2 separate regions of the Mus musculus genome follow, and region 2 is linked to region 1. Evidence: chromatin contacts called from public HiChIP or PLAC-seq data. All regions are on one chromosome and are shown on one strand. The core of a region is the stretch at or near the end of the contact, and the rest is flanking DNA. Distances in the headings are between cores, read along the strand shown.

What was found. HiChIP or PLAC-seq counts read pairs in DNA pulled down with a chosen protein or histone mark.
Region 2: a CTCF HiChIP or PLAC-seq map of CD8 T cells shows a contact between it and region 1, with 5 read pairs. The contact joins two enhancer-like sites. A contact is called at or near these places in 1 of 15 datasets of contacts at CTCF or cohesin (CD8 T cells), 2 of 484 Hi-C or Micro-C datasets (CD8 T cells and bone marrow-derived macrophages) and 4 of 115 datasets of contacts at active chromatin or transcription factors (CD8 T cells, the HPC-7 cell line, bone marrow-derived dendritic cells and 1 more).

What each region holds. Positions count from the first base shown.
Region 1 is chr10:117,981,152-117,986,277 of GRCm38.p6, forward strand. No RefSeq gene overlaps it. Among named protein-coding and RNA genes, the nearest start is that of Gm32663, 29 kb to the right of the region's middle. Within about 2 kb of position 2,335, at least 92 of the 459 cell types and tissues checked have an H3K27ac peak or open chromatin away from gene starts, as enhancers often do. A contact at or near this core is called in CD8 T cells, the HPC-7 cell line and bone marrow-derived macrophages, where this site is marked.
Region 2 is chr10:118,081,366-118,086,491 of GRCm38.p6, forward strand. No RefSeq gene overlaps it. Among named protein-coding and RNA genes, the nearest start is that of Mdm1, 58 kb to the right of the region's middle. Within about 2 kb of position 2,481, at least 112 of the 459 cell types and tissues checked have an H3K27ac peak or open chromatin away from gene starts, as enhancers often do. A contact at or near this core is called in CD8 T cells, the HPC-7 cell line and bone marrow-derived macrophages, where this site is marked.

The DNA.
Region 1 (5,126 bases), core at 1,085-3,584:
GCAAAGATTATTAATTGCCTAAACTAATTAGGCAAATAGTACCTTTGCCACAAGTTCTACAATAAGTACTGAATATTGTCAGAAAGAATCATTGGTTTTAACTTATGGATCAGAAGGGACAGCTGGCAGTCATAGAATCTTGCTTAGTACAAAAAACAAAAATCCCCAAAACCCATCACACCGTAAAAATTAAGGCAGATGCACGACCCAAGGCTGACCAGCTGCATTAAATATAAAGTATAAATGGATGGTCCCAGGTCTTTCAAAGCTATAGTATCCCATGGCAGGTAATGGGTTTGTCTCCATTAAGCAAATCAAACAAACCAGAACCCACAGAATGGATGTTAAAGGGTCCGGACTGGCCCCACCTCCTGAACGCCTTTGTGTAAAAGGTGGTTTCACAACATTAAGGTGAGGTTGGTGAGGCGGTCAGGAGCAGTGGTGGCAAGCTGGGGTTGAGGTCACAGGGGAGAGCTGCTGGGGGAGGGGCAGCAGGAACCAAGGCTGTGCGCATCTAACAGTTCCGGTGGTCCCTCACATCCCTGGCTCATCTTCTGGGCTACAGTCTCATCCTGTAAGGCAGTCTGCCGAGTTGTTAGAATCGGGTCCTGGGAGACAAATCCCCCGCTCTGCCTGGGGCCTTTTCCTTCTTCTGCCTCGAGATTCCTAGGGACTCTTTCATTTTTATTTCTTCTTAGGATCCATCGTTTCAACAGTCTGATGGATTAAGCCACACAAACGTCTCTTTAGACCAGTGGTTCTCAACCTTCCCAATGCTCCCGCCCTTGAATACAATTTCTCATGTTGTGGTGAGGAATAAAATTATTTTTGTTGCTACTTCATAACTGCAATTTTGCTACTGTGATGAATCATAATGTAAGTATCTGATTTTTTTCTGATGGTCTTAGGCGACCCTTGTGAAAAGGTTATTTGACCACTAAAGGGCTCGTGACCTACAGGTTGAGAACCACTGCTTTAGACCCTCTTCATTTCTGTTAGGCTGGCTTCCGATAGTTTATTCTTCTTTAGAGTGGAGAAGAGAAATGACAAAAGAAGAGAAAAAGAACAAAAAAGGAGAAAGGAACAAAACTCCAAGACACGACAGCGTGTGTGTTGGGGGACAGGCGCTGAAAAGCTAAAATGGCCAGCAGGTGTATATGAATATAAACGATTTGTTTGTTTTAAAACTCACTGTAAAGAGAGTGGCGATGGAGACGATGGCAAGAGGCACAAAAATAAACAGCAGTAATTTAAAAAGAGGATAACCACAGGAATAAAAATATGAGGTGAATTTGGCAAAGGACCCAGCTAACTTTAGGGCCAGTTCCTTCAAACGCTTGTTTTTACAGGGTGGTAGGACTTTAAATCTCTCAGAACCTAATGAGACCCTAGACACTCGTGTCTTAAATACACACAAGCACATATTTTGTTGGTGTGCATTTTCCTGTGGAAGGAGCCGAGACTCAGATGTGTTCTTGGCTGTCGCTGCAAGGACAGTTTCTAGGACATTTTATTTGGCTGTTCAAGCTCAGGCGAATTGTCAGCAAATAGAGATTGGTCTGCAGAAATAACGTGGCTTCCTGGAACGTCAGGGGAAGGAAATGGGTGGTTTCTTTAATTACTATAGCGTTTCCTTGTGTCTGTGTTATAACTAAAATAGATGTTTGGCTAATGTCCCAAGGAGGAAAGGTGAATCTGGGAAATGAATGGACCCAGAAGCTATGTATAGCTGTGTTCTTGGTTAAGACAGCATGGCTCTTTGTCTGCAGTATCCTGACTACATCGAGGTGGACTGAAATCTGTTCCCTGATAGGCAGTCCGTTGAAATCCAAGGGCTTTACTATTTACATATGGAGAGCTAATGACTTTAATGTAGGCAAAAGAGCTTATTTACAAGGAAGCTGTGGCTGAGGCTGGCAGGAAGAGTGTTGCTAGGCCCTTAATTAATTGATTTGCTAATTATTCTTTTCTGCTGGGTGTTGAAGTACTTTTCCTAATGAGCAGCAGAAGCAGGAACTCTGTGGAGAGCAGCTTTAGCACAATCGTGAGCAGGGGTCTCTGGGACGGTGTTTAAGGGGCTTTTGGTTCCTTCGATGATGAAATCCTGCACTTCATAAAATAGAGGACCAAACATCTCCCTATATCCGGGTTTATTTATCAGTTTATGTGACTTAACTCAAATCTGCACATTTACTAAAATTGACACTAAATTAGATAGCGTTCGAGTTTAAACCAAACCAAACCAAACCAAAACATTTCCGCTGAAAGGGTGGGACGGGAGTAAAGAGGCGGCTTCTTGGTCAAGAGTATTTCCTCCTCTTCAGAGGACCCAAGTTGGCTTCCCAGAGCCCTTGTCAGTCAGCTTTCAACTTCCTGTAACTCCAGCTCCAGGGTATCTGCTATGCTTCTGGTCTCCAAGGACACCTGCACACATTGCATGAACGCATGCTCACACACACACACACACAAACACACACACACACACACACACACACACACACGCTTACAGTACACACTCACACACACTCACATACACATTCACATTTACACACATGTATTCACACACACACTCACATACACTCACACGTACACACATTCACACACATACTCACACACACACTCACATATACTCACACATACACACATTCACACACACTCTTACACACATTCAAACACACACTTTCACACATACACACACATTCTCACAACACACAAAACACATTCACGTGCACACTCACATTCACACACTCACACACACATACATTCACTCTCACACACAACACAATCTCACACACATTCAAACACACACACAACACACTCTCACCTTCTCACAGACATTCACACTTTCACACAATTTACACACACACACACACACACACACACACACACACATTCACACATTTAAATGGGGGTGAAAATAAAAATAAATCTTAAAAAAATAAGATGACTGCAGTGTCTGGTTTTGTTTTTGTTTTTTTTTTTTTGGTTTGTTTGCTTTTTTTGTTTTTTGTTTTTTTGACTTCTTAAAGACACCAGTGACATGGGACAGAGGGGATGAAACAAGTCTCCGAGTTCCTCTGTGAATTTGACTCTCTGGCCCACACATACAGAACCCCAGTGTGGTAAGCCCAGCACTGGGGATGGACACAGGGGGATCCCTGGGTCACATTAGTCGCCCAGATTAGCTGAATTGAGGCACTTCAGGTTCAGTGGAGAGCCTACCTCAGAAATAGAGACAATTGAGGGAGTCATTTAACACTGACCCCTGGCCTCAACACACACATGCACACATGTATACCCGAACACACTTACACCACATCCACACTTACATCTACACCTACATCTATCTATCTATCTATCTATCTATCTATCTATCTATCTATCTATCTATCTATCTACCTATCTATCTATCTATCTACCACACAAAAACAAACACACAAAGACATCAGTATTAGACAGATCCCTATTTGGAGGCTGCTGTGGGAAGAGTCTGGAAGCTTCACTCTAGCCTATAGACTCGAAATTCTTCTGTATTTGAAAGTCTTGATACAGAATAAAAAATATAAAAACCTTCAGGAGATTTTGAGTCCACATACTAAATACAAACTCATTTTCACTTTCTTGGACTCCCTCTCATAACCAATTCGGCCTGGACTCTCTCCTCAGTCTGGGGTGTGTCTCCTTTGTAGTTTCCTCCCCAGCTTAAGCTCCCTCCTGACACCAGGCTCTTTCTTACTCACGGTGTGCTGGCTGCCCAGTATCCCGTCTCCCCCACAATGCACATCTCCCATCTCATTGAAATCCACTTTCCTCCCTGATGGAGAGGAAGCGGATCAGCGGGGATGGCTGATATTTAGGGAACACACATCATGTTTTAGTCACCAGCCTGTGATGAATGGTCACTGTTGAATAATACTTTATTTTCTTTACAGAGGGAGGGGCGGGAACTTGGAGAACTGCAGTCATCTCAGTAGGTGGCACAAAGCCATAGTACGGATCTAGGACTCTGGGGTCGTTCTAGATTTTACTATAGAGTGCTTTGAATTGCTTCCTCACTACTGCGCATACCAACTCCTACTTCCTTAACCAGATGGTCCTCCGCTAGAAGGCAGGAGCCTCGTCTTCTCGTCTCCACAGAGCATGCCCTAAATAGTTATAGCCTTCTGTTGAAATGAAACATAATGTAAGCTTAGAGGGTTTTGTTAAGTATTTTCAACACTGGAAGAAAGAAACAAACCGAGAAAACGGGTTTCTCAGAATGACTGAATGCCATACGATATGAAACAATGGCTCTTGATGTGGTCAGTAAAACCTCACAGGTATCAGGGAGTAGAGAAGGGGTCCCCAGATTGTTATGCTAATGGACATCTGTAGTGGGTGATGGACAGGAACCCCTGCCACCATGTAGGACATAGACTGGCCTCACAAAATAGCCTGGTCCCAGATGTCAATGGGACCCCTGCTGGGAGGTTGCTTCTGGCTTCGAATTCCACTGATGGGAAATGGGGACCCAGAAGCTAGCTGGCTTCCAACTCGATCTGCCTTTTATTAGCAGTGCACCTGCTATCCTGGGAATTACATGCCTGCCATGTGGTGAAGGCCCAAATAATGTCACATCTTTCTCAGCAGCACCCAGAAAGCATCCTCCATGAAGCCGAGGAGATGGTGCCACCAGCTAAGTGCTTGCAAGCGTGAGGAAATTCTTAGAGATTCTGTTAAAAACAAACAAACAGATGAACTTGGCTGCGGAAGCCTGCGTTTGCTTAGTAGGCAAAGATACTTGTCCCCAAGTCTGATGTCCTGAGCTTGAGCCCCAGAGCTCACATGGTAGAAAGCAACAACTGACTCCTGAATGTTGTCCTGTGATGGCACATGAGTGCCATGGTCTGTGTGCCATGCCTCTCCACAACCAACCCAACCCAACCCAACCCAACCCAACCCAAACCAACCCAACCCAACCCAAACCAACCCAACCCAACCCAACCCAACCCAACCCAACCCAACCCAACCCAACCCAACCCAAACCAAACCAACCCAACCCAACCCAACCCAACCCAACCCAACCCAACCCAACCCAAACCAAACCAAACCAACCCAAACCAACCCAACCCAACCCAAACCAACCC
Region 2 (5,126 bases), core at 1,231-3,730, 100 kb after region 1:
CTATGGTCTGGAACTTGTCAATTTTGGATTTATTACTGTGATTTGACTCAATTAATTTTATCACCTTAATAAAAACTTAACATATACTTTCCCTACATCAGAAACTGTTTTAGACTCTCAAAGTTCCCAAAGATCTCTCTCTCTGTCTCTGTCTCTCTCGCTCTGTCTGTCTGTCTCTGTCTCTGTCTCTCTCTCTCTCTCTCTGTGTCTCTCTTGTAAGAGGCTTACAGATGTGAAGAAGGCACTTATTTTTATGCAGTGGTTTTGGTTTTTTTATAACATGTCCTAAAGTTAACTCACTGTTGTAGTTTCATTTCTGTTGTTGTGATAAACACCCTGAGTAAAAGCAGCTTTGGGAAGGAGAGGTTTATTTTCGCTTGTAGTTCCACGTTACAGTCTATCATTGAAAGAAGTCAAGGTAAGGACCCAAGGGAGAAACTTGAAGTCAGGCCTGATTGCCATTTCACACAGCACTGCCTTCAACCAAGGAGTTAATTGCATAGCCAAGAAGTATAGCAATAATGAAGGATGTCGTTTGCTTGAGAGCCGGCAGACAGGCTTATACTCAAACCAGCCCTGGTTTATAGTTCAGGAACACCAGCCTAGGAATTGTGCCACCCACAGTGGGCTGGGGCCTTCTATGTCAATTAACAATCAAGATACTCCCCCACAAACACGCCCACCAGCCAATCTGAGACAGGTAATTCCTCAGTGTAGCCTCCCTCTCAGATGGGTCTTGGACCATGTGAGGTTGAGAGTTAAAACTAAGGGGGACTCATTTACATAGACCTGTTACAATGCATCTGACTAACTGTGATAGCTTTACAGCAGATTCGCTTTTTAAATAGAGAATATAAGTAATTTTACTGTGAGCGATGTACTGCCTATGTATGAAGGTAGGCACATTTCAATTTGAAAAAAATTTAAAAGAAAAGTCCAGGTTTTAAAATATAATTAATAATAAATCTTAATAGTAAGATGACCATTAAAATTAGTATAATGCATTATAGAATGTTAAATTAATTTTGGGGGGCAAAAGAGCTGAAAATTACTTGTCATGTGACTGATTTAGACTGGGGCTGAAGAGTCCTTTCTGGACTTAATTTCTATCTCTTATTTCTCTCGGGAGTCCCAAGGATGCTGTGTCATCATGTTGTGAATGAAGTCTTTCATCTTTCCACTGAGTCATGTTTTACTGGATTCGTTTTACCTTTGGAATGAGTTACCTTCTTACCGTTTTGGCCCATGCAAGAACGCAAGGTGCCATGCTAGAGGATCGCCTCCTTCGCTTTGCTTGTTATCAGTGACACCCCGTGACCTCTCCTTTTGAGTCTACTCTGTCTCCTCTCTGCTGGACCACTAGCATCTCACCTCTGCTCTTCAGCATCCTCGTTAAAAAGCCATCTCTGTGGCTGGAGTGAGAGAGTCTCCTAAGCCAAACTGTCCAGCTTGCAATTTGGACGAAGACCTAGCCAACTCTCCTCCAGACTCCCAGTCAATCCCAATGATGCTCTACAGTCGACTCTAAGTCTCTCAGGCTGAGCCAACACGCACAAGACTCTATATGCAGAGATTCACAGAGCCTACAGAATATAAACACGCACACACAGAGCATTAAGAAAGGATGAGATTTAAGATATTTCTAAACCCAACCCAGAAGGAAGCTGCTATTTTGAGGTCCATCAAGGAACACCTCATGACATACAACTATAAAGTACTTTATAGACCTGGTTTATGAAATTTGACTTACAGAAACTAGTTGCATCACCATGACCTACTGGGCCTCCCATGACCCAGTCCCCACCTTCTTCAGAAGCCTCGGATGACCTCTCCCCATCGTGAACTTCATGCCTCATAACAGAAAACCACATCCTGTCCCTGTGTACAGTGTGCCCCTCCCTGTGACCCTGGTAGAACAGTTTCCTCTTTAACATGGCTCTGTTTGGCTACAGCTTGATACTCAACTCTGGGCTTAAGGAATTCCATGTTGAGCTAAATGTGTGTCTTCTGAGGTCCAGATACCAAAGCATTAACTACTTTACCTGTGGGAAAAAAGTTTGAGTGACCCTGTTATGATGGTGGTGGTGGAGGTGATTGCTTAGCTACTGTAGAAGAGGCAGGTAGGGCTGAGGGAGCTGAGGAACCCGTTGGATCTTTCTGCAGTAGGGGATGGGCTGGGGTGTGAATTCAGACAGCTCGCTAATGTCGGGCGGTGGTGACGCACGCTTTTAATTCCAGCACTTGGGAGGCAGGGGCAGGCGGATTTCTGAGTTCGAGGCCAGCCTGGTCTACAAAGTGAGTTCCAGGACAGCCAGGGCTATACAGAGAAACCCTGTCTCGAAAAAACGAACGAACCAACCAACCAACCAAAAAAAAAAACCCCAAAACAACAGAAAAAACGAACGAACCAACCAAAAAAACCCAGACAGCTCGCTCCTAAGGCTGCACCTGTACATCTGACAGCAGCATGAGAGCTGGCGACGGGCCCCTTGGCAAGTGCTCACTGATGGAAACTCAGTGTGTGCTCACCGCATCTCACCCTGTTAGCATTATGGAAGTTGAACATGATACAGCAAAGAGAATCATTCTGACATTACATTTTACCTCTGGCAAAGCCGGTGACAGAAAGATGGGAGTGCTGAGGGATGACCAGCTAACTTACCAGATTAACATCAGCTTCCTTGTTCTCTCAGACATGTTCTCCTCGTATGGACAACCCTTGGTGTTAGCCTGGGTAGAGGGAAAACAACCTGGTGTTTGATGGCAGCTCTCTGTCTTGTCACCCATCCTTCCATTCGGAGCCCAGTGGGAGTCTCTTGTTGAAAGTGAATGTGGAGTGTTTTCTATCTCAAAGATACTTCCATGTACAAGAAGTACTTTAAGTTTGCAAGCCGTGTTAGCGGTTCGGATAAAGCACCCTACGAGCCGACCGCTGCCTCTTCTCGTCTGGAAGCCGTTTTTCAGAGCCACAGATAAATCTGTGATCGTTTCTGTGCTGTGGAATATTGCTAGGTGACTTGGGAATAACTGAAGTGTCTTCAGGTGGGTCCCTGAATTAGTATTTTTTAATTTAAAAAGTTCAAATGTATTATTTTTGTTATGGTCTGTTGAAGATCAGAAGTCCCCACGGACTGATTACGCTTTTGAATTATAAATGAGAAGTGAGGGGTCGTGTTCTCCATAAGCCTTTTCTCTGCTTCTTCATTAAAATTCTCAGATGAAAGAAAACATTGAAAGCAGAATATTGGCTTATAAATAATGATAATAATAATAATAATAATAAAGATGGTAACTTCCACATATACACTTTATGACGTTGTTAATAGAGTCTATTTTGCATTAGATCAAATAATCCATTGTTTAGAATAAAGACCTGTGTAACTTTCTTTCTCATTTTTTCTTTTTTTGTTTTTGTTTTTTTGTTTTTTTCAAGACAGGGTTTCTCTGTGTAGCCTTGGCTGTCCTGGAACTCACTCTGTAGACCAGGCTAGCCTCGAACTCAGAACTCCGTCTGCCTCTGCCTCCTAAGTGCTGGAATGAAAGGCATGAAGCCATCACTGCCCGGCCCTGTGTAACTTTCTGTCCCAGACTAAACCAACACTGGGAATAATTGCAAGGGCCTTGATGTTTGCTTGGTTGTTTATGATGAGCTGTGTCGCTGGGAATCATTCATTTAATCCCCTCCCCCCCAGTTACAACTCTTTCATCTTAAAGGGACAGGCTTACCAGTTCCCATCTTTCTCCTGGGTGAGGTTTAGAGGGTAACCCCCTCCATGTCACCCCCGTCTTACTGAACCCAGGGTGACCTGCTTTAACTATTTCCTCTGAAGTCAGTGGTCTGGCTTCAGGCCCTCCCTGTCTTGTGGGCATAAGTATGTGGCAAGCCAATTCTGCTTTCTGTTTAAACTATGCGAAGGGGTCATCCCGTTCCAAATGCAGCTCTTGCAAAGACACGGGCCGAAGACAGTCTCCTCCTCAACGTGTGCCCATTCTCATCTGCGGACCATATTGGGTCATCTCTTTGACCTGGGCTGAGCAAGAGAAGCTACGTTTTGAGGTTCCACTTAACCCCGGAGTGTGTGGGTCTGATGGACCAGGGTGTGGAGCATGTGGGACTTTGGGGAGGTGGAAGTACGTGCCCTAGCTGTTTGCTGACCTTCGCGATACCAAATGGGGAAGCTGAGCACTCCGGGTTCCCGTCTCTCCTGAAGCAGAGAGTAACTTTGCAACAGCTTTTTGCCCAATGGGCAAATGCCAGGTTCTGCTGTGGAGGGCTTAGGGGGCCTTTTTATTTCCTGATAGAAGAGGCAGGAAGCAGTTGGCACTGCCCCCTCAGCCCTTTTAGTCTCAGACATAGCTAGGACATCTGCAGCTACTGTGCTCATTCTGCAACTTTGAGACAATAAAGTCTAAAATTGGTAGTGCAAACCACGTGATAGCTTATGCCTGAAACCCCAGTACTGAAAAGACTGAGGCAGGAGGATCTCAAGTTCCAGGTCCAGCTGGGCTACATAAGGAGACATTTTTCTTAAAATAAAACAAAGCAACCCCACCTCCCCAAACCAAACAACAGATAATTATAGAAGACTGCCCTCCCTGTATCATGGAGTCCTACACGCCACAGGACCACTTCCCCCTTTGTGTCTTGCATGGGAAGCAAATCTACCCTGTAGCTTCGTTGTACTGCCACAAATTATTTGGTCCTCACCCATGAAAAATTACAGCTCAAGTCTCCTGTCTAGAATCCAGACCAGCTCCCATGACTTTCTTCTAGCAAACAGAACCCAGGAGAAGAGACAATGAATGAATCCCAGCCCTGCACCTCACAGGGAGATACAGTTTCTACCTCATTATTTACTTTGACCTGTGTCCTGGGATCCTATAGCTGATGTGCTAAAATTATACTACACGGAAGCTGAGAGTTAGAGAAGCCGTGACAGAGAAACCCCAGCTACCAGAGAGAAAGCACTGACAGAAAATCCCAGTATCCAGCTCTCTGAGGCTTCCCGGTGAGCACTGCCAAGCTGAAGTGTGCCAGCCTGCACAAGATGCCAACCCCCAGTCTTCAAGGTACCTTCAGGGATGCGAAGAGGAACAGAAAAGCTGTCAGCTAAGTCAGTGATTCT